Regions from separate parts of the Mus musculus genome. Here regions 1, 3, 4, 5, 6 and 7 are each linked to region 2. Evidence: chromatin contacts called from public promoter capture Hi-C data. All regions are on one chromosome and are shown on one strand. Each heading gives the region's core, a stretch centred on a gene start, on an enhancer-like site or on the middle of the called end of the contact. The rest is flanking DNA. Distances are from core to core; before and after follow the strand shown. Region 1 holds the start of Pkd1 (polycystin 1, transient receptor poteintial channel interacting). Region 2 holds the start of Tedc2 (tubulin epsilon and delta complex 2). Region 3 holds the start of Zfp598 (zinc finger protein 598). Region 4 holds the start of Nthl1 (nth (endonuclease III)-like 1 (E.coli)). Region 5 holds the start of Tbl3 (transducin (beta)-like 3). Region 6 holds the start of Srrm2 (serine/arginine repetitive matrix 2). Region 7 holds the start of Prss33 (protease, serine 33).

Region 1 (2,764 bases), core at 204-2,703, 330 kb after region 2:
GGCTGGCCTTGGACTCAGAAATCTGCCTGCCCCTGCCTCCTGAGTACTGGGATTAAAGGCGTGTGCCACCTCACCCGGCTTCTGTGCGTTTCAATATATTTAATAAGGCTGTTCATTCACTCGTCTAATTACGGAACAAACATGCTTATTGGCCCCAAAGAACGTCCCACCCCTTTCCTCCAGTCTCAAGGCACTCATCAACTTCCTGTCTTTGTGGACTTTTCTCTCCCTTTTTAATTTAATTTTTCTTTCCCTTTTTGAATATTTCCTGTGTAGTTCTTGGTATTTGGACGTCTAAACATTTTTTTCAAGGATTACTCCCCGGTGCTATGGTTGGAGTCTTTTCTCTCAATTTAATTTTGTCTTTAGCTCCTGCGCACAAGGATCTACAGTACCTGGAGACTGAAGCCTGAGATGGAGCTGCTTGGCGGGTGGGCGGGTGGTACAGCGTCTCCCCAGCACCTCCGCAGGGTGGTCTGCGCGGAGTGGTGGAGGGCACGGCGCTAAACTGCACCCACTCCAGGTGAGCTCAATCTCATGCATCACTTCTGAGCCTCTGCAGCATGCTCTGGCAGAGGTCCATGATATGACGCAGCAAGTATTTATTGACTCAGGTCGGCGGTACTCTCCAGGGTCAGAGAAGACTTGCGAAGTGGAAGCTCGCACAGCTGGCACCCAGAAACTGTAGGTCGCAGGGTTTTTTGTTTTGTTTTGTTTTTTTAATTTATTATCAGTGTAGAGCGCATGCTATGGCCAGGGTGTTGCGGCCAGAGGACAACTTTGTATAAGTTGGATTTGTGTACGTGGATTTCGGGAGAGGACTCAGCTGATTAGGCTTCCTTTATCCGCTAACCGACCCCCCACCTCCACAGGGTTTCTCGGTATATCCCTAGCTGTCCTGGAACTCACTCTGTAGACCAAGCTGGGCTCTGAACTCAGAGATCCACCTGCCTCTGCCACCCGAGTATTGGGATTAAAGTCTTTGCCACCACCACCCAGTGCTGAGCCCTCTCTTCTGCACCTACTAGTGTTTTTAATATTGTGACTGTTGATTGCAGAAGGCTAGGAGCGAAGAAACCTACTGACTCCAAGAAGGCCTCAACAGCCAGAGGACTTCAAGGGGGAACTCGGGAAAGCAGGGTGAATAGCCATAAGCTCTCCAGCCGTTGTGGGTAGGGGACAGCCTAAGCGGGCAGCTGCTCAAACCGCAGCCTGACTCGGGGCTCGAAACGCCGCAGCAGAGGGGGCGGAGCTTCCTCCACCTTCAAGCCTGGTCTGCAGCAGACCCAGCGGTGCAGAAGGCGGGGCCTCCGGAGGACTCCCCTCCCGTGAGACCCCGCCCACCAAGGCTCACGCTCACTGGGCGGAGCCTCTGAGGGCGCCCTTCCTTCAGGCCCCGCCTACTGCAGGATCTGCAATGAAGAGGGCGGAGCCTGTGAAGGCCTTCTCTTCATCCAGTCCCACCTACAGCCAACTTGGAAGCGCAGGGGCGGAGTCTGAGGGCGCCCCGCCCCACGCCGGAGGTGGGGGAGGAGGAGGAGCTGGCGCTGGGTCTGCAGTGCAGCGCGAATGCGCGAGCAGGCGGCCAAGGCCCTGAGGTGCGGCCTGCCCCAGAGCGCTGAGCAGCTGTCGCACCGCAGACGGGCCACGGCCGCCGCGGCATTCAGCCCCGTGCCGCACCATGAGGTCCGCGGGCCCCTCCTGAACTGCGGCTGCCGGCGCAAGGGGCCTCGGGGAACCGGGGCCATGCGCGGGCTGCGCTGACGATGCCGCTCGGCGCGCCTGCTCTCCTGGCGCTGGCCCTAGGCCTGGGCCTGTGGCTCGGAGCGCTGGCCGGAGACCCTGGGCGCGGCTGCGGGCCTTGCCCGCTCCCCTGCTTTTGCGGCCCTGCGCCCGACGCCGCCTGCCGCGTCAATTGCTCCGGCCGCTGGCTGCAGACGCTAGGGCCGAGTCTGCGCATCCCGGCTGACGCCACCGCGCTGTGAGTAGCTGCGCCGAGGCAGTGCAGGCGGGCAGGCGGTTGCCATGGCGGCGGGCGGCCTGGCTAGAGCATCATGACTGGGTCCGGCGGGAGCAGGGCTGAGGTAGATAGAGCCCTTCTGGAGCTTTGCCGGGCTGTCGGCCGCAGAGCGTGGGCGCGGTCCTGAGCTCGGGCCGCAAGACGCAGCGGGGCCTGGCCGCTCCTAGGGCGAGGCTCCAGCAGGGATGTCGGCCCGACTAAATAAGGAAAACCTTGGACCTCAGCCGGCGTGACCCAGAAGAGTAGCCAAAAATCCCAGTTCCTACGAAGACTGACGTTTTACGTTGCGGGGCTCCTCAAACAGGAGCTACAACAGTGCGTGGGGCGTGGTAGGAGGTTGCGGAATAAACGTTAATTAGAGACTAATTGAGGTGTATCCTGGGGTTGGAGATTTCTGTTGGGGCTCAGAGCTGGCCTCTAGGGGAAGAGTCTCGACAAGAATTTTATGGATGTGTAAGAATTGACTATGTTTAAGGGACAAAAGGTTGGTCCAGCGGCCTGGCCTGAGGTTGGCCACACATAGTGACTGCTGGAGAAGTGTTAGGGAGTAGAGGGTGTGATGGATGTGGGCCTCTAGTGGTACTTAGGGAGGGGAAATTGCCAGGAGGGGTTAAAACATTTGCCATTTCGGCAGTTTTGCCTTCTGAAAGTAACAGGCAAATCTCACTGAGAGATCAACATCTTGAACCAGGCTTAACTAGTCTCTTTTTATAGATTATCACACTTAATTCTTAGTCCAGTTCT
Region 2 (3,127 bases), core at 486-2,985:
GCAATGTTTTCCTGTCTCTGTCACCACTCAGCCTTACCAGGAATTCCGAGACACTGCCTTCCTGAAGTCCTCAGGTAGCTGCAGGAGAGTCCTGTGAGAGAGAGAAGCCAATGCTAAGAGCAGTCTCCTCACATTCTAGGGCTGTCATTCTTTTTGTTATTGTTGTTTTGTTTTGCTTTTTTTCTGAGACAGGGTTTCTCTGTGTAGCCCTGGCTGTCCTGAAACTCACTCTGTAGACCAGGCTGGCCCCGAACTCAGAAATCTGCCTGCCTCTGCCTCCCGAGTGCTGGGATTAAAGGCGTGGGCCACCAAGCCCGGCATTAGGACTGTCATTCTTACTCATGGCTCAGAACCCATTGGGGCGAACCTTCTCACCTCCTCTCCTTTAACAGCTTAATTCTGACAAGCTTTTTGAAAACGGCTTCTGGAGGAGGGTGGGTGCTCGCCCAGTCCAGAGAGCTCATGGGCTGGTTAGGCTCCAGAACGACAAACCTGATACCATCCCAACCCTGTTCTGCCCTGTTTGCTTCAGTGCATGACCCTTACGGGTCGGCACCAGGGGCTTCCTCAACCAGCTCAATGCCCTGTCAGGATACGAGCGTCTGGGAAGCTTACCCCTTCTCCTTTAATGCGAAGAGTTCTGTGGTGTGATGAGCAGATGACGGGGTCATTTGTTGGTCCCTGAGGTCTGGTCCATACCCAGTAGTTTGGTCTTGTGTTCTTACATGGGTCTTATCACCCTTTGATCGTAGTCTGTGCTCAGGGTAATCCTTGGGAGGGGCTGTGGCCCGCTGTATACCCTTGGTGGATCTTGTACCCAATACACGGCTGCCACCCCGGCTGGGAGCCCGAGGATGGGAGGCGGCAGCGGCACCAGAAGTGGCTGCCTTAGATGTCAGAGTGGGGGTTCTGTCTCTTTGTCCAGCATTGGACACGCCTTTCCTCACACGTACAGCCTTCTCCAGAGCCTGGGTCAAAAGTTCCAGCTCCTCGAGATCTTGAGAACTCGGTGCACATGCTATGAACGTCAAGAACCATGCAAGAATTCCTCCTCACTGTCCCAGGATGGATTCCCCCATGACAGCAAGCCAGAGAAAGGCCAGGGACAGCACCCATAAAAAGCAGCTAACGTTTACCTGGACTTGGGTCCTCTTCTTTGGTTTCTGGAACTGGAGATGGGGTCCTGGCTGGTTCCCTGCAAAGACAGGGCAGCCATGGTATGGTCCAAACATTCTATCCCTAAGCAGATTCCCAGCCTCAGACCCTGGATAAGGGGTAAGGATAGCAATGGCAACCGGAGTCTAAAAGCATGCATTTGTATTTGGCCTTCTAGGCCCTGGGACTCTGCATAATCCTGATGGTCCGAGGAGGGACTGGCCAGGAGGTCCTGGGTCCGCGTACCAGACCTGCAGCAGCCTCCTGGAAACGCGCAGGCTCCGCTCCAACTGCCGCTGCCGATCGGCGCAGGAGTCCAAGGCGCCCTGCAGCTCCGCTACCAGCCTGAGGACAGGTACTATGTGAGCCTCCGAACCTCGCTCCCGTCCGCCCAATTCCCTTCCGTTGCACGAGACCCACCGGTGAGCGCAGTCTGCGGGTAGTAGGTAGTTTCCTTTAACACCAAGCATTTTTGCCGCCGCCAAGGAGTCCCGCGCCTTCCGGGCAGAAGGCCGCCCACTTCCGGGTAGGCTACCCAATCTTGAGCACAGCTTGCAAGTCCAGCTCCAAAACGCGAATCCATCTCAAGCTCCACCCATCATCCCAGACTCCGCCCTAACCCCTCCCACGGGAGGACGCAAAGGCTCTGTTGGAACCTGGACAGTGCCACTGTAGATAAGATAGCTTCTGATTTGGCTAATCAGATAATGCTCTTCTGACAGGGCATCCGTGACCCTCTAAAGTTTGGTTTTTTGTCTTAACCAGGTTTTGCCGAACCTACTTTGAAAGCAGAGATAAGCGGTCTTGCTGACTCCAGGATGACTTAGCAATCAAGCATATGGCCAGAAGACAATGCTAGAACTGGGTCAAGGAACATCTTAGGAATGTCAGGCGCCAGACGTGAACAATGAAGCCCAGGGAATCTGGAGCATGTGGCACTTAGAATAGGTCTGCTAAGCTGCTCTACGTCATGGAAGGTTGTGCAAGAGACAGAGGAGTGTCAGATAGTAGATAGATAGGCGGAGGGGAGGCTGAAGCCCAGAGAATGGCCAGGAGGCCGTAGATAGGACACATGCAAACACAGCAGCTAAGGGTCAGAGCAATGGTCTTTGCCCTCAAAGATCTACCAAGCTAGGCCAGCTTGTCAATACATGGTTAATATTGACTTGTTTGGCATAGATTATCAGTACATTATGTTCTCCATCAAGTCAGTTTGTGCAATCTCATGTAGTCTCAGCTGGCCTTCAATTCACTATGTATCTGATGACCTTGAACTCATGACCTTCCTGTCTCCATTTCAATTATTTTTTACTTTTATCTTTTTTGGTTTTTCGAGACAGGGTTTCTCTGTGTAGCCCTGGATGTCCTGGAACTCACTTTGTAGACCAGGTTAGCCTCCAACTCTGAGATCCACCTGCCTCTGCCTCCCAAGTGCTGGGATTAAAGGTGTGTGCCACCACTGCCCGGCCCAATTATTTCCTAATTAAAAAACTTGTATGTCAACGTACAACTTGCATGCCTAGTGCCCAAGGAGGCCTGAAGAGGGAACTGGATCTTCTGAAATTGGAGTTATAGATGGTTGAGTGGGTTTGTGGATCTGAATTCAGGTCCTCTGGTCAAGCAGCAAATGCTACAAACCAATGAGCTGCCTCTGCAGCCTCCTTCTCCCACCTCTTAGAAGCCTGCCACTAGACACAGCTTTTCCATTTGTTTCTACGGTGAAAAATGTGCTTGGCTGCTGAAAGAAATGAGGACAGGGAACAGTGCTCAGCAGTACTGGTGATATAAATTATTAGTTCTAGAGCCCAAGAAGTAAGGTAACCCTGGTTGTTTCTGTACAAAAAGAGCAAGAAAGTTAGCCCAGTGTCAAGTGGGAAAGGGGCTGAGATCTAGGCAGTTCCACTGTCATATTTGGGATAGAAGATGGGCACCCCTACTTACACTGGGCCTCCAGTAGCCCAGGGAAACTTAA
Region 3 (2,820 bases), core at 18-2,517, 450 kb after region 2:
TCCTCCATTTTAACAGATTTTTTTTTTTTTGAGACAGTGTCTCACTTCTACGTAGCCATGGCTGGCCTGAAACTATGTTGACCAGGCTGACTTCAAAACTTACAAAGTCTATGCCTGTGAGTGCTAGGATGAAAGGTATGTGACCACACCCTGTCATTTTAACAATACTTAGCCCTGCCCAGTTGCCTAAGAAAGGTAAATCCCCCTATCTGTCCGAAGATGGCAAATGTAGCCCGGTCTGCTTTACATAGTTGGTATGGCGACCCCAGTTTTACAAATGAGGTTATAGGCTTCAGTGGGGCAACCTAGTTCAGAAGCATGTAAGTCTAGGTACCAGGATTAGGGGTTTAAGTCATTTCTGATTCTAGCTAGCCATAGGCACTCTGGGGTCACACACACAATATACTGACTCTTTCTAGAAAGGGTTCAGATTTGGACCCATCTCGCTTCATCAGAAATCCGGAGACCGCCCAACAGCTGCAGACTTGAAGCCTCCGGTTCACTACTATCCACTCAAGCACCTCTGGGTGCTTCCCTTTCCTACATACTATGTCTGGCTGGATGTGTCTGTCTTACAACCAAGAAAACACGAGGTCCCTTCTCTAGTGGGATTGGGTGAGAATGTCTGGATGTCCTGATGTCAGAGGCTTATGTTCCAAACACAAGAGAGGTGCAGGGCTATAGAAAGGTTCCTAAAAATTTGTCGGATTCAGTCATTACTAGCTGAATTACTTATGTATGTATTTTGTGCTGGGAATGGAACCTAGGCACGGTAGGCAAGTCTCTGCCACTAAGCTATGTTCCCAGGACATCCAGTGAAATTTGCATTTAAGATACAAACATACTACATACTACGTCCAAGTAATGTTTGTGTGATACTTAGCTTAAGACTGATCGAGCCGGGCATAGTGGCGCATGCCTTTAATCCCAGCACTTGGGAGGCAGAGGCAGGCGAATTTCTGAGTTCGAGGCCAGCCTGGTGTACAGAGTGAGTTCCAGGACAGCCAGGGCTACACAGAGAAACCCTGTCTCGAAAAACAAACCACAGTTCGTGTTTTATCGGAAATGATGCTGGAAACCCTGTAGCTCCTCCGGCGTTTCCAGAGCTTGCGTCGGCGAAGGCGGAGAGACTCCGCATTTAAATGACTGGAAAGGCTTGAGCAGCAGTCATGAGCGAATGGCAGCTCTGTACAACACCAGGCCCGGGCGGAAGTCGCAGTGCGCACTTCCGCCAGGCGGGCGGTTGCCTGAGGGCAGTGACGTCGACGGAAGGGGCGGGTCCGCCGGGAGCCAGGCCGCGCTGTGCCGCGCCGGCCAGGAGGGGGCCGGAGCCCGGCCATGGCGGCGGCGGCGGGCGCCGAGGGGCGGCGCGCGGCTCTGGAGGCGGTGGCAGCGCCGGAGCGGGGCGGCGGGAGCTGCGTGCTGTGCTGCGGTGACCTGGAGGCTACGGCGCTGGGCCGCTGCGATCACCCGGTGTGCTACCGGTGCTCTACCAAGATGCGGGTGCTGTGCGAGCAGCGCTACTGCGCCGTGTGCCGCGAGGAGCTGCGCCAGGTGCGCCAGCGGGGCGCGCGACGGGGCGCGGGGAGGGCGGACTCCTGATGGCTTTGCCTGCTCGGTGTCCGGCCGCGGCCTGGCCTCACCCGCTCCCTCCGGAGGCCGGGTGGTCGGTCGGGGCGCCATGCGATCACCGGGCCTCCTGGGGCTGGGAGAAGCCAGAGGCGGCCGGGCTGGGGAAGGAGGAGCGATGTCTGTGGGAACTCTAAGCCTGGGGACTTTTCCCTATGACCTGGCTGCGGGAAGGGCAAGGTCAGGTCGAGAGCCCTCCTGTCTGTGAATCTTAATTTTTTCGGGATCGTCACTGAGGAGGAGCAGACAGCCAGGGGGAACCTCCAGACACTGTCTATTCTGGAAGCTGACTGCTCTGGAAAAAAAGGGTTAAACTGGACATTTCCAGACTAGTTGGGCTTCTGGGCCCCACCGGTGATCCTTAGCTCCTGAGACAGCGTTTCCATTTGTAGAGTGGAGGTGATACCAGGACCTGATTCCTAGGTGCTTGGTGGTCCACAATTTTAGGAAGTTTTCCTCCTCGTTACTAGTTCTAGCTTTGAGGCTTCCTTCCAGAGTGGTGGGAAGAGGATGTTTCTGGCTGTCTAGACTTGGAAATCCCGAAGGGGGTCAGAGGACTCCAGCAATGCCAGCCTTTGATGGGGAGTATCCAGCTGAACCTCCCTTGGTTTGCTGCCCGTAGAGATCTGTTTGCTTCCAGAATTGTGAAATTACCTTGGTTGGTTCGTGGAAGGTTTTGGCTAGTGGCTTCTGCCAGGGAATCACCCTTTCCTGTTCTTAGAAGTGATGCAGAGATAGAAATGATGCCAAAATTTTGAGTTTTTTTTTTTTTTTTTCTTTTCTTTCTGACCTTTTTCTTTCTCGTTGAGATAGGGTCTCACTATGTAGTCCTGGCTGGCCTGGAACTTGTTATGTAGAACCAGTATCTGCCTCCTGATTTCTGAGATTAAAGGCAGTGCACCACCATATCCCGTATTTGAGACAGGGCCTGTAGCTCTGGCAGTCCTGGAACTCATTCTCTAGACCAGACTGGCCTTGAAGTCACACAGATCCACCTGCCTCTACCTCCTGAGGGCTAGGTCATTCTCCACCATACCCAGCACACCCAGCTTTTCTTTCTTGATATTTATGTCAAAAGACTCAGCTGGAATCTGGAACATTCCCTAAGCATCTATGTCATACTGGGGAAGAGGGACTAGAAGACCCCAGACATAGTGTGGTGGAAGGAGCCTTACCCTACTGGATGAGATC
Region 4 (3,084 bases), core at 190-2,689, 410 kb after region 2:
CATACACCAACCACCACCATCACCCAGCATTTTGTTTTGTTGTGTTTGGTTTGGTTTTTTAAGGCTGGATCTCGAGGCTGGTGAGATAGCTCAGTGGTTAAGAGCACTGACTGCTCTTCCAGAGGTCCTGAGTTCAATTCCCAGTAACCACATGGTGGCTCACAACCATCTGTGATGGGATCTGATGCCCTCTTCTGGTGTGTCATCTACAGTGTGTGTGTGTGTGTGTGTGTGTGTGTGTGTGTGTGTGTGTGTGTGTGTGTATGTTAAATAAATAAATCTTTTTTTAAAAGTTCCTAAAAAGAAAGGGTGGATCTCCAATTTAAAAAAGGAAACGAACATCTTTGAGGAGAGGAGGACCCAGTCTCACTACTGTAGCTCAGGTGGGTTACAATTATGTTGCCTCCAACTTCATAATCCTATCTCCTCTGCCTCTCACGTGCTGAGAGAGTACAGGGCATCTATCTACCATAACACTAAACAAAATAAGTTTTCATACAACACCTAACTTCTAAGGCAAGTGTGCTAAAGCAGGACACCAAGATCCTGAGGACAGGCATATATCTGTCTCCACAGTACTGGGGACAGCAGCCCTATGCAGATGGTTACCAGCAACCCATCTCCCACAGAACCCAATGACAGACAAACCCAGCCTTCCTAGCCTTTGTGCTGGGCTAGCCAAGACATTGGCCACTCACTCACTCTCAAGATTTCCGATGTGATGATAAACTCAGTCTGTTTGCCTTCTGCACACCTGGGATTTGGCCTCGATGTTCCCAATCCCAACAGTATCTTGAACTTCTCCTTCAAGCCGGAATCTTTGCTTGTTGGTTTGGCCATGGTGGGCAGGGCAGTACTAGAGAACTGCTCTGTGTAGAAATAAACATATTATTTGATACACCCCAGGAAAGGTTCTCCCTTCTGCCCTCGAGGCGAACCTCCAGAATCCTAGGTCAAGGGTAGGCAATAACCTGTCCTTCCTACAGCCTCTGGGGCAACTCAACTCCATGCAGGAGGAACTCAGCCACAAATCAACTCCGGAGGTATAGGCTTACTCTAGCGACCCGCCTGTTGATTGCCATTAGTTCTCCCTAGGTTAAGGAGGAGCTGTCGCGTGAATAGATGCAGAGGCCCGCTCACATTCGCAATGGAGGGCTTGAAGCGCTAGGACTTGTCAGCGGTGGGAGCGGCGGAGGATTGGAATCAGAACGACCAATTCCCCTCACCCCATCGCGACGCGACCACACAAACCATCGCAACCCGCCCCAGCAGTCAGAGCCTCCAGGGCTACTCACCCCGCGCGCGCCTTTCGCGCGCAGGTCCTCCTGCACCCAGGGAAGGGCGCACACCCCCGGCCCAGGGCAGCTGCCGGAAGCGCAACCCGTACTTCCGGGGGCGAGGCTTTGCTGACTATTTGCGTTGAGCTCTCTGGGAATTGTAGTTTCGCGTGCGCGTTGAGCAAGTGGTGGGATCGCGGGGCTGCTCGGAGGAGTAGTTTACAGCCCAGGCATGAACTCAGGGGTGCGGATGGTGACTCGCAGTCGGAGCCGCGCGACTAGGATCGCGTCGGAAGGGTGTAGGGAGGAGCTCGCCCCGCGAGAGGCTGCTGCAGGTAGCTCTGCGCCTGCAGGCGTTTTGGAGGAAAGGAGGAACGTGGAACTTTGGCTCCAGGCTTGCGTCCCGGGCCGCAGCATCTGACCTAAACTCTAGGCGCCGCGGAGTAGGCAGCTGCCTTGAATCTTGAATTGAAGCTACGCTTAAATCTCACGTGGCCCCACTTCTAGCTTCTTCCAAGGGTCTGGGACCCGCAGGGTCTGCAGGGTCCGTAAGACTGGGTTCTGGATGTATTCATCCACCCTTATCGCCAGTGAAAAGTTTTAGTCCAACCAGCCTAGCTTAGGACATTCACTTGCTCCAGGCTGTCCGTGGGACACAGCTCTGTTCTCAGAGCTGCCTCCCTCTCTTGTAGGGCCAGGCTGTGTGCCAAGAACACACCCAGCTAGAAGTCTTCTCTCCCAGCTGGACGGTGGTTCTGAAAGAAAACAGGCCCAGAGAGAAAACAGGAAAGGGCATGGCACTCATTGTGTTTGTCCTGTAGCCATTAAGGGCCTACTATGTGCCAACTAGTGGTACTCAGGGAGTAATTATCAGCCCGTCCCCGCCTGGGACTTAGACATAAGTGGCTAGAGCAGGAGTGTGCGTAGGCAGCAATGGTCTCCCAGAATCGGTTCAGTAGTAGAGATCCGCTGGGATCCAGGCTGAGGCTTGGCAAGGGCCAAGGGCCACAGAAAGTGTTGATACTGTTAAGGCAGCAAATGTTTTATAGTAGTAGAGTTTGGAGCTCATCCTAAATGCAACGATTTCTGAAAGGGGAGTTGCACTGTCCAGTTTGGGTGTGAAGAGAGAGGTTCTCTTGAATGTAACTCAAAGGACTTGGGACAAAGGAGAGAGGTTATATTATCCTAGAGGCTGTTACTAGTGTCGGTGTGCTAACAGGCACTTTGTCAGACTGTCATGTACTGTTGTGACAAGGGCAGAGCACAGCACTTCTGTACACATCGTGGTAGATAATGGACAGTTAGTTGCACAAACAAGTGTGGGGATGTGGATTGGCAGGTAAGCAGCACCCTTCCCCCACCCTCATATAAAACCCACTCCAAAGACTGAATGGCACTTTTTTGCAGAAGGAAGAAAAAGCCACAGGCCCGTGAGACATCCACGGAGAACACAGAAAACGCATGTGGCCTATGAAGCGGCTAATGGTGAGGAAGGCGAAGATGCTGAGCCCCTCAAAGTGCCCGTTTGGGAGCCCCAGAACTGGCAGCAGCAACTGGCCAACATCCGCATCATGAGAAGCAAGAAGGATGCACCTGTGGACCAGCTAGGCGCCGAGCACTGCTATGATGCAAGTGCCTCCCCGAAGGTATGCAACACCTCCGCCTATCCAGCAAGGTGCTTACTTCCTTTTAGGTCTCTACCAGAAAAAGAGCAAGACCTGCCAGCTCTCCCTGCTGCCATACAGGAGGATACATACATACATACATACATACATACATACCCAGGAAGATGCGCTCCTCCCATAAC
Region 5 (3,133 bases), core at 63-2,562, 490 kb after region 2:
TGGAGAGGCTGAGATGCATGCCCCAGTGGCTCTCATGGGGTCATCAGACAGGTTGAAGAGATGGGCCTGACTCAAGGTGAAGGAAGCCCAACAGCCCAGGCTTCAGCACTGAGGTCTTTTGGGGGCTCTCTACTAGTTGTGGGAGGCCAGGAATAGTAACATACTCTCAAAGTCTTGACCAGTAGGCCCAGCATGCCACCCCACTCCTCCAGCCTCAGTGTCATTTGGTTTCTCCCGACTAACAGTGACTTCTGGGATCTGACTAAAGCTGCCCTCTTTTCCACTCCCTCTACTGCTTTGGTCCAAGCCGATGAAATTTTCTGGGAGGTAATGGCGGTGGCCATTGCAGTCTCCTCAGTGAGTTTCTTACCAGCGCTTTCATCTCTGTTGTCTAATGACTTCTAAAACAACTGAGGGGTGTCTCTGCAGTGCCTAAACTTCCCCTTCTTTCACACCTCACATGCTTTTGTGACATTACCCTGCCTGGCCCAGAAGGACTTTTGCCTGCCTTCCTTTCTTTCTTTTCTTTTCTTTTTTGTTTGTTTGCTTTTTGAGACAGGGTTTCTCTGTGTAGCCCTGGCTGTCCTGGAACTCACTTTGTAGACCATGCTGGCCTCGAACTCAGAAATCCGCCTGCCTCTGCCTCCCGAGTGCTGGGATTTAAGGCGTGAGCCACCATGCCCAGCTTTGCCTATCTTTCTTAATAGTCAACACCACAGCGTCACTGCTCCTGGCCCAGGCACTATAACAGGTCATTTGCTTCTGCCCTCTATTTGGGCTGGGCTGGGCTTTCCAAATTCAAATGCTCTGCCCTCCAACCTCCTAAGTCCAGTCCGTGGAAGTCTGCCCATCAAAATAAAAGCAGCGTCGGAGACTCTGCAACCAGTTAACCCATCAACAGAGATGCTGTCAGCACCGAGGCTTTTCTTTGCAAGAGCTCCCTTGCCATAATCCATTCCACTCAGTGACAGATGGAAATTAGTTATCTGAAAACTGCACACTATGAATAAAGGCAGAGCCTCTTCCTATCTTAGCACTAAACAGCAGCTGTTCACAGGGGAACTGACTGAGCTCAGGACTCAGAGCCCCCGCTATCACAATGAACACCCCTCCTAAACTCCTGGCTCCCTTTTCCGGTTCCTCCCCATTTCCCTTCGGGTCCGCGCCTCCTCCGAGGACTTACTTGGCTTTGAAGCGGCACAATCCCGCCGCAGTCTCGGCCATGTCCCAGGGCAGCGCCTCCAAGTTCAGCAGCCTTTCTCCCCGCGTGAACCGGCCAGTGTGCTACTCTGTACTTCAAGGCACGCGGTGATGACGTCAGGAGCCGCAACTCCTTGACGCCATCAACATGCGCGCCGGGAGACCGGCTGCTGCCACTGGGAGTGGGAGCCGAAGGCATATCCAGTGTGGATGCTGGCAGCTGGCAGTAGAACGTCTTATTTACTGTTTTCATTTGGGTCTGTTTTCCTTTCCTTTCCTTTTTCCTTTCCTTTCCTTAACTGTCCTGTCCTTTTTTTTTTTTTCTTTTGGTTTTGTTAGACAAGATGTCTTTTACAACAACGGATTGGTGTCTCGGCGGTGCTTAAAGCTTCCCCTATCGCCGGGCGTGGTGGCGCACGCCTTTAATCTCAGCACTGGGGAGATCGAGGCCAGCCTGGTCTACAAAGTGAGCTCCAGGACAGCCAGGGCTATACAGAGAAACCCTGTCTCGAAAAACAAAAACAAAACAAAACAAAACAAAACAAAAAAAGCTTCCCCTATCACATGCTTCTGTAGATCTTGTCCAGGACTTTCGCCTCTGTGCCCCGCCCCCAACCCGATGTGTGTTTGTGTGTGTGTAACTGTCTGTCTGTCTCGCTCTCCTTTCCTCCTTCCCTCCCTCTCCCCCCACTCCCTTTTGTGTTTTTCGAGATACAGATTCTCTGAAGCACTGGTTGTCCTAGAACTCGTTCTATTGAAGATCTGCTTACTTCTACTTCGCGACTGCTGGATTTAAAGGCGTGTCCTTCCGGCTTGTTTTCTTTTCATTAAAAATTAATTTGTAGCCGGGCGTGGTGGCACACGCCTTTAATCCCAGCACTCGGGAGGCAGAGGGAGGCGGATTTCTGAATTCGAGGCCAGCCTGGTCTACAAAGTGAGTTCCAGGACAGCCAGGGCTATACAGAGAAACCCTGTCTCGAAAAACCAAAAAAATAAAAATAATAAATAATAAATAAAAAATAATAATAATTTGCAGGGCTGGAGAGATAGCTCAGTGGTTAAGAGCATTGGCTGCTCTTCCCGAGGTCCTGAGTTCAATTCCCAGCAACCACATGGTGACTGACAGCTGTTTATAATGTGATCTAATGTCCCTTTCTGGCATGCAGATGTATATGTAGATAGAGCACTTTATAAATAAATTTTAAAATTAACTTGCAGGCTGGAGAGGGCTCAGTGGTGAAGAGTGCTGACTGCTTCTCCAGAGATCCTGAGTTCAATTTCCAGGAAACACATGGTAACTCACAAACATACATAATGAGATCTAGTGCCCTCTTCTGTCCTGCAGTCGTACATGCAGGCAGAACACTGGTTACATAAATAAATCTTAAAAAGAAAATTAATTTACACTCAGTAAGCTGAGGTAGGTGGATCTCTGAATTCAGGGTCGGCCTTGTCTATAGCATAAGTTTCAGCACAGCCAAGGCTACACAGAAAAACCCTGTTTCGGGAAAAAAAATGATTAAGGAAGAGTCTGATTATGTATTCAGTTAGTTTTAGGCTGGTCTGGAATTGTGTGATAATCTAGACTGGCTTCAGGCTCAAGCTCTTTCTGTTTCAGCCTCTCTGATACCCTCAAGTTATCATTTAGTGTGTGTGTGTGTGTGTGTGTGTGTGTGTGTGTGTGTGTGTGTGTGTGCGCGCACGCGCGCGCGCCACACATCTGCCCACTCCACATAGTATATGTATAGACAGAGGACCTGGAAATAACTTCTTTCTTCCACTGTGTAGATCCCAGGGATTAAACTCAGATTATCAGGCTTGGCAGCAGTTACTCAGTGAGACATCTCAGACATCTCTCTAGGCCAGTTTGTGTGTGTGTGTATGTGTGTGTGTGTTTCTGAAAACAAGCAACATGGTCTTTTTTTTTTTTTTT
Region 6 (2,999 bases), core at 282-2,781, 420 kb before region 2:
TTAGAATTGTTCATTCAGAGGAGCTAAGTTTGGCTCCAGCACCCACCTAAGCTGCCTCCCAAGCCCCTTAACCGTATCTTTGGGGGATCTGACCTCTGACCTCTATAGGCACTGCACGCATGTGCACCTTCAACAGACAAACATGCGTATATTTGTTAACACACTAAGTTAAAAGAAGGAGGAGGGGAAGACGAAGATGAAAAGGAAGACGAAGAAATATGATGAGCAGGGAGTGCTGAAAGACTCCGAGAGGAGCCCCTCGCTCAGGCCTCAGGACAATATCGGACACCCAAGAACTCATGACAGACCGAGCTTGTTGCAAACCACATGAGGCTTTATTTGGGGAAAGCCAGAGCTCTGGGGACAACTCATATCCCACGCAGGGGTAGAGGAGTCGTCCTCGAGGGGAAAGAGTTTCCAGTTTTTATAGGCCCTCAGGGGGGAAAGGAGAAGGGGGAGATTAGGGGATTTCCAGATCTAAACAATGTCTATTCTCAAGAAATGGGTATGGAGGGGTACAAGGAGAGTCTAATGAAGGTGCAGCAATGAGCACACACCTGGTCAGAACATTGGCAGACACACAGGTTCAAGGAGTGGCCAGAGCATTGTGCACCTCTATTTTTCTAAATCAGTGAAGCTAGTTCTGCTAACACTGACGTCTATCTTGCCAATTTCAGGGCTTCTGTGTCCTTTTACATTCTGCCAGGATCTTTCAGTGCCTCAGTGGTGGGGCCCTTGCTACCGAGTGAGAGGCACTGGGACAAACTCCCGGAACCGTGCTATAGGGCCAGGAAATGGAACTGCATTCTCACATTCCTCCACTTACATGGCATAGTCTCTATAGGCGAAAAGTAATCACTTAGTCTCTTTGCCCAAAGGTAAGAGAAAGTATTTTTTAGTGGTCTGCAAGCCCCACTTCAGATAGGACTACAGAGGTGGAAACTGTGGAAAGCACCGGATACTGGGCCAGAAGCCGGGTTCAAGTGGCTCCAGAGCTGTCAGGTGGCTTGACTCTGAAGCACCTCTTCCTGCGAAGAAGACTCGGTGCTGTGGGGCCTCGTACACATTAAAGAAAACCATGGTCACAGTGACTAGGTAAAGCTGCTGAGCCACTGCCACCCAACACGGTCACATAAAATGGCGACCCTGCCTAGCGGAGGAGTCTTACGCGTTTTCTCTCTAAAACCGAACTACAGCTCCCAGAACTCTGTGCGCGGAAGGCGTGCGTCTGAGCTACTCCCGGGTGTTGTGGGTTGCGGCCCCCGCGCCCCTCCCCCCTCCTACAGAAGTTTTTTTTCAGCCGACCTTGCAGCTTCGGTACGGAGCCACGCCTTTCCCCGCAGTGCCCGACGGGACTCGGGGTTTTTCGACTTTTCAGTAGCACGTCCCTTCGCCTAAGGTCCTCCTTGTGGCTTCAACGCCTGCGCACGACGCACTACGGTTCCCAGAGGGCCCAGCGGCTCTCATGATTGCGTGCTGACGCACTAGGTCGTGCTGACGCGCAACGCTGCCCAGGCGGGGTGCGAGTGGCGCAGTCGAAGCCCGCTGCGGCCCCTGAGGAAGCGAGGAGGCGGCGGCGGCGGCGGCTGAGGCGGGCGGACCGACGAGGCGGCGGCTTCAGGCTCCGAGGGATACGAAAACTTAAGCAGCAGCTGCGGCGGGACCTCCCTGTTTGACAGTCGGCGGCCGGAGGCGGCGGCGGCGGGTGAGAGAAAGGGAGCGCGCTAGCCGGGTGGGGGAGGGGCGGCGGGCTGGGCCGGAGGCTAGAGCGCGGGGAGAACGGCCCAGGCCGCCGCGCGCACGCGTGCTCGTCGCCTCGGCCGGCGCGGTCGCCTTCCCTTCCTCCCCTCCCCCTCCCGCGGTTCCTGGGACGCGCGGCCTTCAACTCCTCCGCCCCTCCCCCACACGGCCGCGGCGCGCGCGGCCGCCTGGTCTCGTCCGCGCGCCCCCGGTGAGACAGCATTGCGCGAGGCTCTGCTTCTCTCCTTTGCTCTACCTGGGGCTGAGGAGGCCGTCGTTCCGCGGTCGTCCTCTTCGGTCTTTTAGGGGGCGGGGAGAGGGCGGCAGCGGAGGTACTTGTCCCCCGCCCGAGCTTCGGACCTGCTGGTACCTCTCCTCGATCGGCTCCGGCGTGGGTCCACGGGCCCTGCTAGGGGCCTGAGAAACGGCCAGAGCCGCCCAGACCGCGGGGCGCCGCGTGGCCCCCTCCCCCCTCCTCGAGGCCGAAAATAAGCTGGGCTGCCCAGTGGGCGGCGGGAGGAGGCCTTGAACTTTCGGAGGCCAGGATTTAAACCGTTCGTCCTCGTTAGTATCAGAGGCTGTGAGTGTGTGCGTGGGGGTGGGGGATCCCCAAGTCTTAAAAAGTGAGGATAATAAAACCGCGAAAGTATTCAGCCTGCGTGTATAAGGAAGACCAATGTGCTCCTTTCAACCCTGTTATTTTATTTCTTTTTTACGGTTTGGTTTTATGAGCTAGGGCCTCTAAATAGTCTTGGTTGGTCTGGCACTAACCGTGTAGATCAGGCTAGCATTGAACTCAAGAAATCTGCCTGCCTCTGTGGGATCAAAGGCATGAGACACCATGTCTGGCTCCTACCCTGGTTTTTGTTTTTTGTTTTTTTTTTCCCCGGAGACAGGGTTTCTCTGGCTGTCCTGGAACTCACTCTGTAGACCAGGCTGGCCTCGAACTCAGAAATCCGTCTGCCTCTGCCTCCACACCCGGCTCCTACCCTGTTTTTAAAAAGGTCTCCTCAAATATTAAAGCTAAGCCTTTTAGAGCTTTTCGATGGGGAAAAAATTCTTGACTTAATAGCCTGGCTTCAGTCAGCCATTACTTGGTGATGACGTTCTTCCTTGCTGTTTCCATCTTACAGTTCTTTTAAGATGTCTCTTAATTGTGGATTCAAAAGGAAACTATTGCCTTTTTCCGTGGGAGTGGGGCCTAGGCCTGGATGTATACTGTAGCTTGTATGTTTCATGGTGCCTATGCAGTCAGTAGT
Region 7 (2,755 bases), core at 182-2,681, 390 kb before region 2:
AAGGGTCTCCCCTTTGGGAGTGGTACTGAGGGAAGAGGGACAGATCTGAGAATCAGGAGACAGGACAGCTTGAAGTGGGGCTTGATGGGAAAAGATGAACGGGAGGGTCTGATTTGCAACCCAGGATTCCTTGAATCTGATAAAAGGAATGTTTGCGCTCTGGATTTCACACTGGGACTGTGAAAGACCAGGATTCAAAGTCAAATGGAGGAGAAAGGGATGTCGGGTGCCCCCATAACCTGACCTGACTATATGCTTTACCTCCTGGGCTGAGGCTACCCCAGCCAGTGACCCAGCATGGAGACCCTGGTGGTGGATGGGACCCTGGTGCAGGCAGGCAGACAGGCTGGATGCGGGTGCTCAGGGACACTGGGTGACGCAGCTGCAGCAGTGCCAGGTCACCACGGGCCTCGTCCTCAGAGTAGTCAGGAGGCAGCAGCACCCGCAGCACAGGAACCAAGAGCTCGTGGGATGACCTGACGTCCAGACTCAGTGCTCCCAGGAGCACACTGTACTCTGACGGCCATACCCGTCTGCAGAACAGACAGGGCGGCTGCTGACACTACCTGGACCATGGGCCTGTCAGGAGCCGGCACTGCCCGCCCCTCCCTGGCAGCACTCCCCTGTCTTTCCTGGAGCTGGAACAGTGAGCAAGCACTGACCTAGGGAAACAGTGACCTGCCGTCAACACCCACTGGGGTGCAATGAGTGACCCTCCGCACACATGGGCTCCACGGTGCTGAATGCTTGTTTGCCACGGCCACTCTCCATCCTGAGCATCCCGGCCCCCAACGATCCGGCTGGACATGCGGGGCTGCCCACAAGCTGTGACAGGACAAGAGGGCACTGAGGCTCGGCTGGGACTTGGAGTCTGGGACGTAAGCATAGGAAGAGGGGACAGGGCCGAGCTGAGGAGGAAGTGGTTCACAACCTTTCTTACCTGCACACTCCTGCATCCTGGTTCCTGCAGGGGGGAGCAGGTAAGGGACTAAATTAGGGATTAGATGCCAGGTAACAGAGTCCGGGTCAGCAATGAGATTAGGTGGAAGGTGGAACATATTGGTTACACTGACCTCATGCCAAGCTTCTGTGCCATTGGTCACCTCCATCACCCTCCCCAGAGCACTGGGAGGTGGGAGGTGGGTCTTAGGCACTACATACATACAGCACACTAAAACGTACTCACATTCGGAGAGACCAAGGACAGTGCCAGAGAGTCTGTGCCTCAGGAAGAAAGATGGCCCACAATGCTCTAGAGGCACCTGGCTCCGGGAGAGGTGAGGTGAGCAACCTGTAGTTAAGGTCTCTGTGGAAGCACCCCTAACCCTCGCCCCCACTCACCTAACACCAACAGGAGCAGGATCTGGAGGTGGGAAGCACCCCTCATTGTATCTTCAGAACTGGCCTGGGTGCAGGTAGCTTGGTCTCTCGTCTGGAAGTGGCAGGGAGCAGAGAGGAGCAGTCTAGTCTAGGGAGCATGTCCTACCCAACCCTGTACCTCAGCGGCTGTTCTCTCTGCTTAGTCCTGGTCCTGTCCCTGAAGCCCAGACTCTATACCTCTACCTGTGACTTAGACTCCATGTGACAAACTCTGACAAAGCACACCCAGCCTCAGATCTGGGCACCTTAGGCCTCAGTAGGAGCCCTGGAGCTTCACCCTCTGGTCCCCATCTTTCATTCTCTAGCACCCTTGGGTCCAGCTCTCACCCTTGAAGCCTGGTGTTCTCTCTGATGGGGCCAGGGGAGGTCCTGGGGGCTTAAAAGACAGAGGAGGTGGAGGCCCAGGTAATTATCAAGGCCAAGGCGGAGCTGTGGCCTCACCTGAACAGCTTTAAACAAAGATGCTTTGAGCATAACTTAAGAGGTGCAGGAAAAGGACACCAGGTGCTGAGAAGCTGGGTGGGGAGGAGGCTGGGGGAGCTGCGGTTAGGCCAGGAAGCTCCAGAAGATCCTTGGCAGCTCATCTCTAAACCCGATCCTGCTGCCTTGTGAAACCAGCTGCTGGGGCTCTGAGCTCTATTGTTCCGAGCAGTAATCCCAGCTCAGCCACAGCAGCTGATCTCACATGGAAACCCAGACTCCAGACCCACACTCTAGATCCTAGGCCTGCAGCCGACTGCACACGGAACGCAACCTGGCCAGTCCCTTCTGGATTTTAAGTCAGTATGAGCACGGAGTGAAGAGTGACCAATTTCAAATTGCCACAACACCTTGGCTACAAGCAGCACTATGCACTATCAGGGGAATGGTGTACTCTTTGGTTTGGGTTATCCTGAAATTCTGCCCTGCATCTAGCCAGGGATCTGGGGCTCCTGTCCAAACTCCGCTGTCACTGACAGTGAGCTGTCTGCAACCAAAGCCTAGACTAGCTATCATGGGCCCTGGGCTGGACCATTCAGGGTGAACACAGGGAAGTCACAAGGTATCCATAATGCTGCAGAGTGCCAGCTCAGATATGCACAATGAGTTTATTGGCAAAGAAGACAAGACAAGAGCCTGGTGAAGCAAGCTATCCCTACAGTATATGGACTGTCCTGGGGCTGCAGAGAGTGCAAAGCTGCAGCCTCATGAGCTCAGGTGGGCCTCAGGAGCCAGGGAGCCTGAAGCAGAGTGATAGACAGCAGTGGCAGGGCCAGATCACGCCTGACTGCACCATTGAGGATCATCATGGTCTCGATCCAGTTGTAATAATGGCTGACGTTGGTGTAGATGCCAGGCAGGTTGGGTCGCCCACAGCCTATTCCCCAGCTCACAA

What was found. Promoter capture Hi-C pulls out the DNA fragments that hold promoters and counts their contacts.
Region 1: a promoter capture Hi-C map of liver shows a contact between it and region 2, with 2.0 times the contacts expected there. The contact joins the promoter of Pkd1 here to the promoter of Tedc2 in region 2. A contact is called at or near these places in 2 of 39 promoter capture datasets (cranial neural crest and liver), 2 of 115 datasets of contacts at active chromatin or transcription factors (craniofacial prominence and effector CD8 T cells) and 2 of 9 other capture datasets (liver and pancreatic islet).
Region 3: a contact with region 2 is called in a promoter capture Hi-C map of liver, with 2.2 times the contacts expected there. The contact joins the promoter of Zfp598 here to the promoter of Tedc2 in region 2. A contact is called at or near these places in 4 of 39 promoter capture datasets (cranial neural crest, liver and pre-B cells) and 1 of 484 Hi-C or Micro-C datasets (liver).
Region 4: a contact with region 2 is called in a promoter capture Hi-C map of liver. The contact joins the promoter of Nthl1 here to the promoter of Tedc2 in region 2. A contact is called at or near these places in 3 of 39 promoter capture datasets (cranial neural crest, embryonic stem cells and liver).
Region 5: a promoter capture Hi-C map of pre-B cells shows a contact between it and region 2, with 2.8 times the contacts expected there. The contact joins the promoter of Tbl3 here to the promoter of Tedc2 in region 2. A contact is called at or near these places in 5 of 39 promoter capture datasets (erythroid cells, hippocampal neurons, liver and 2 more), 1 of 484 Hi-C or Micro-C datasets (embryonic stem cells) and 2 of 115 datasets of contacts at active chromatin or transcription factors (cardiomyocytes and hepatocytes).
Region 6: a promoter capture Hi-C map of embryonic stem cells shows a contact between it and region 2. The contact joins the promoter of Srrm2 here to the promoter of Tedc2 in region 2. A contact is called at or near these places in 4 of 39 promoter capture datasets (cranial neural crest, embryonic stem cells and pre-B cells) and 4 of 484 Hi-C or Micro-C datasets (the HL-1 cell line and embryonic stem cells).
Region 7: a promoter capture Hi-C map of embryonic stem cells shows a contact between it and region 2. The contact joins the promoter of Prss33 here to the promoter of Tedc2 in region 2. A contact is called at or near these places in 3 of 39 promoter capture datasets (cranial neural crest, embryonic stem cells and hippocampal neurons) and 1 of 484 Hi-C or Micro-C datasets (erythroblasts).

What each region holds. Positions count from the first base shown.
Region 1 is chr17:24,548,497-24,551,260 of GRCm38.p6, forward strand. It overlaps Pkd1 (polycystin 1, transient receptor poteintial channel interacting), which reads left to right and starts at 1,454. Exons shown (of 46, transcript NM_013630.2): 1 at 1,454-1,981. The coding sequence starts at 1,767. It overlaps LOC115488769 (a long non-coding RNA gene), which reads left to right and starts at 1,988. Exons shown (of 2, transcript XR_003952238.1): 1 at 1,988-2,764.
Region 2 is chr17:24,219,116-24,222,242 of GRCm38.p6, forward strand. It overlaps Tedc2 (tubulin epsilon and delta complex 2), which reads right to left and starts at 1,736. Exons shown (of 10, transcript NM_028056.2): 1 at 1,576-1,736; 2 at 1,402-1,500; 3 at 1,137-1,195; 4 at 616-1,018; 5 at 38-91. The coding sequence starts at 1,625.
Region 3 is chr17:24,668,420-24,671,239 of GRCm38.p6, forward strand. Zfp598 (zinc finger protein 598) reads left to right here and starts at 1,268. Exons shown (of 12, transcript NM_183149.2): 1 at 1,268-1,554. The coding sequence starts at 1,339.
Region 4 is chr17:24,631,243-24,634,326 of GRCm38.p6, forward strand. Nthl1 (nth (endonuclease III)-like 1 (E.coli)) reads left to right here and starts at 1,440. Exons shown (of 6, transcript NM_008743.2): 1 at 1,440-1,612; 2 at 2,685-2,923. The coding sequence starts at 1,510. Tsc2 (TSC complex subunit 2) reads right to left here and starts at 1,385. Exons shown (of 42, transcript NM_001286713.1): 1 at 1,296-1,385; 2 at 703-869. The coding sequence starts at 840.
Region 5 is chr17:24,706,341-24,709,473 of GRCm38.p6, forward strand. Tbl3 (transducin (beta)-like 3) reads right to left here and starts at 1,313. Exons shown (of 22, transcript NM_145396.4): 1 at 1,184-1,313. The coding sequence starts at 1,224.
Region 6 is chr17:23,801,694-23,804,692 of GRCm38.p6, forward strand. It overlaps Srrm2 (serine/arginine repetitive matrix 2), which reads left to right and starts at 1,532. Exons shown (of 15, transcript NM_001368687.1): 1 at 1,532-1,705. Gm52285 (a long non-coding RNA gene) reads right to left here and starts at 2,079. Exons shown (of 2, transcript XR_003952234.1): 1 at 1,997-2,079.
Region 7 is chr17:23,834,336-23,837,090 of GRCm38.p6, forward strand. It overlaps Prss33 (protease, serine 33), which reads right to left and starts at 1,432. Exons shown (of 6, transcript NM_001081399.2): 1 at 1,342-1,432; 2 at 941-964; 3 at 663-825; 4 at 262-533; 5 at 1-25. The coding sequence starts at 1,387. Prss41 (protease, serine 41) reads right to left here. Exons shown (of 7, transcript NM_027644.1): 7 at 2,450-2,755. The coding sequence ends at 2,574.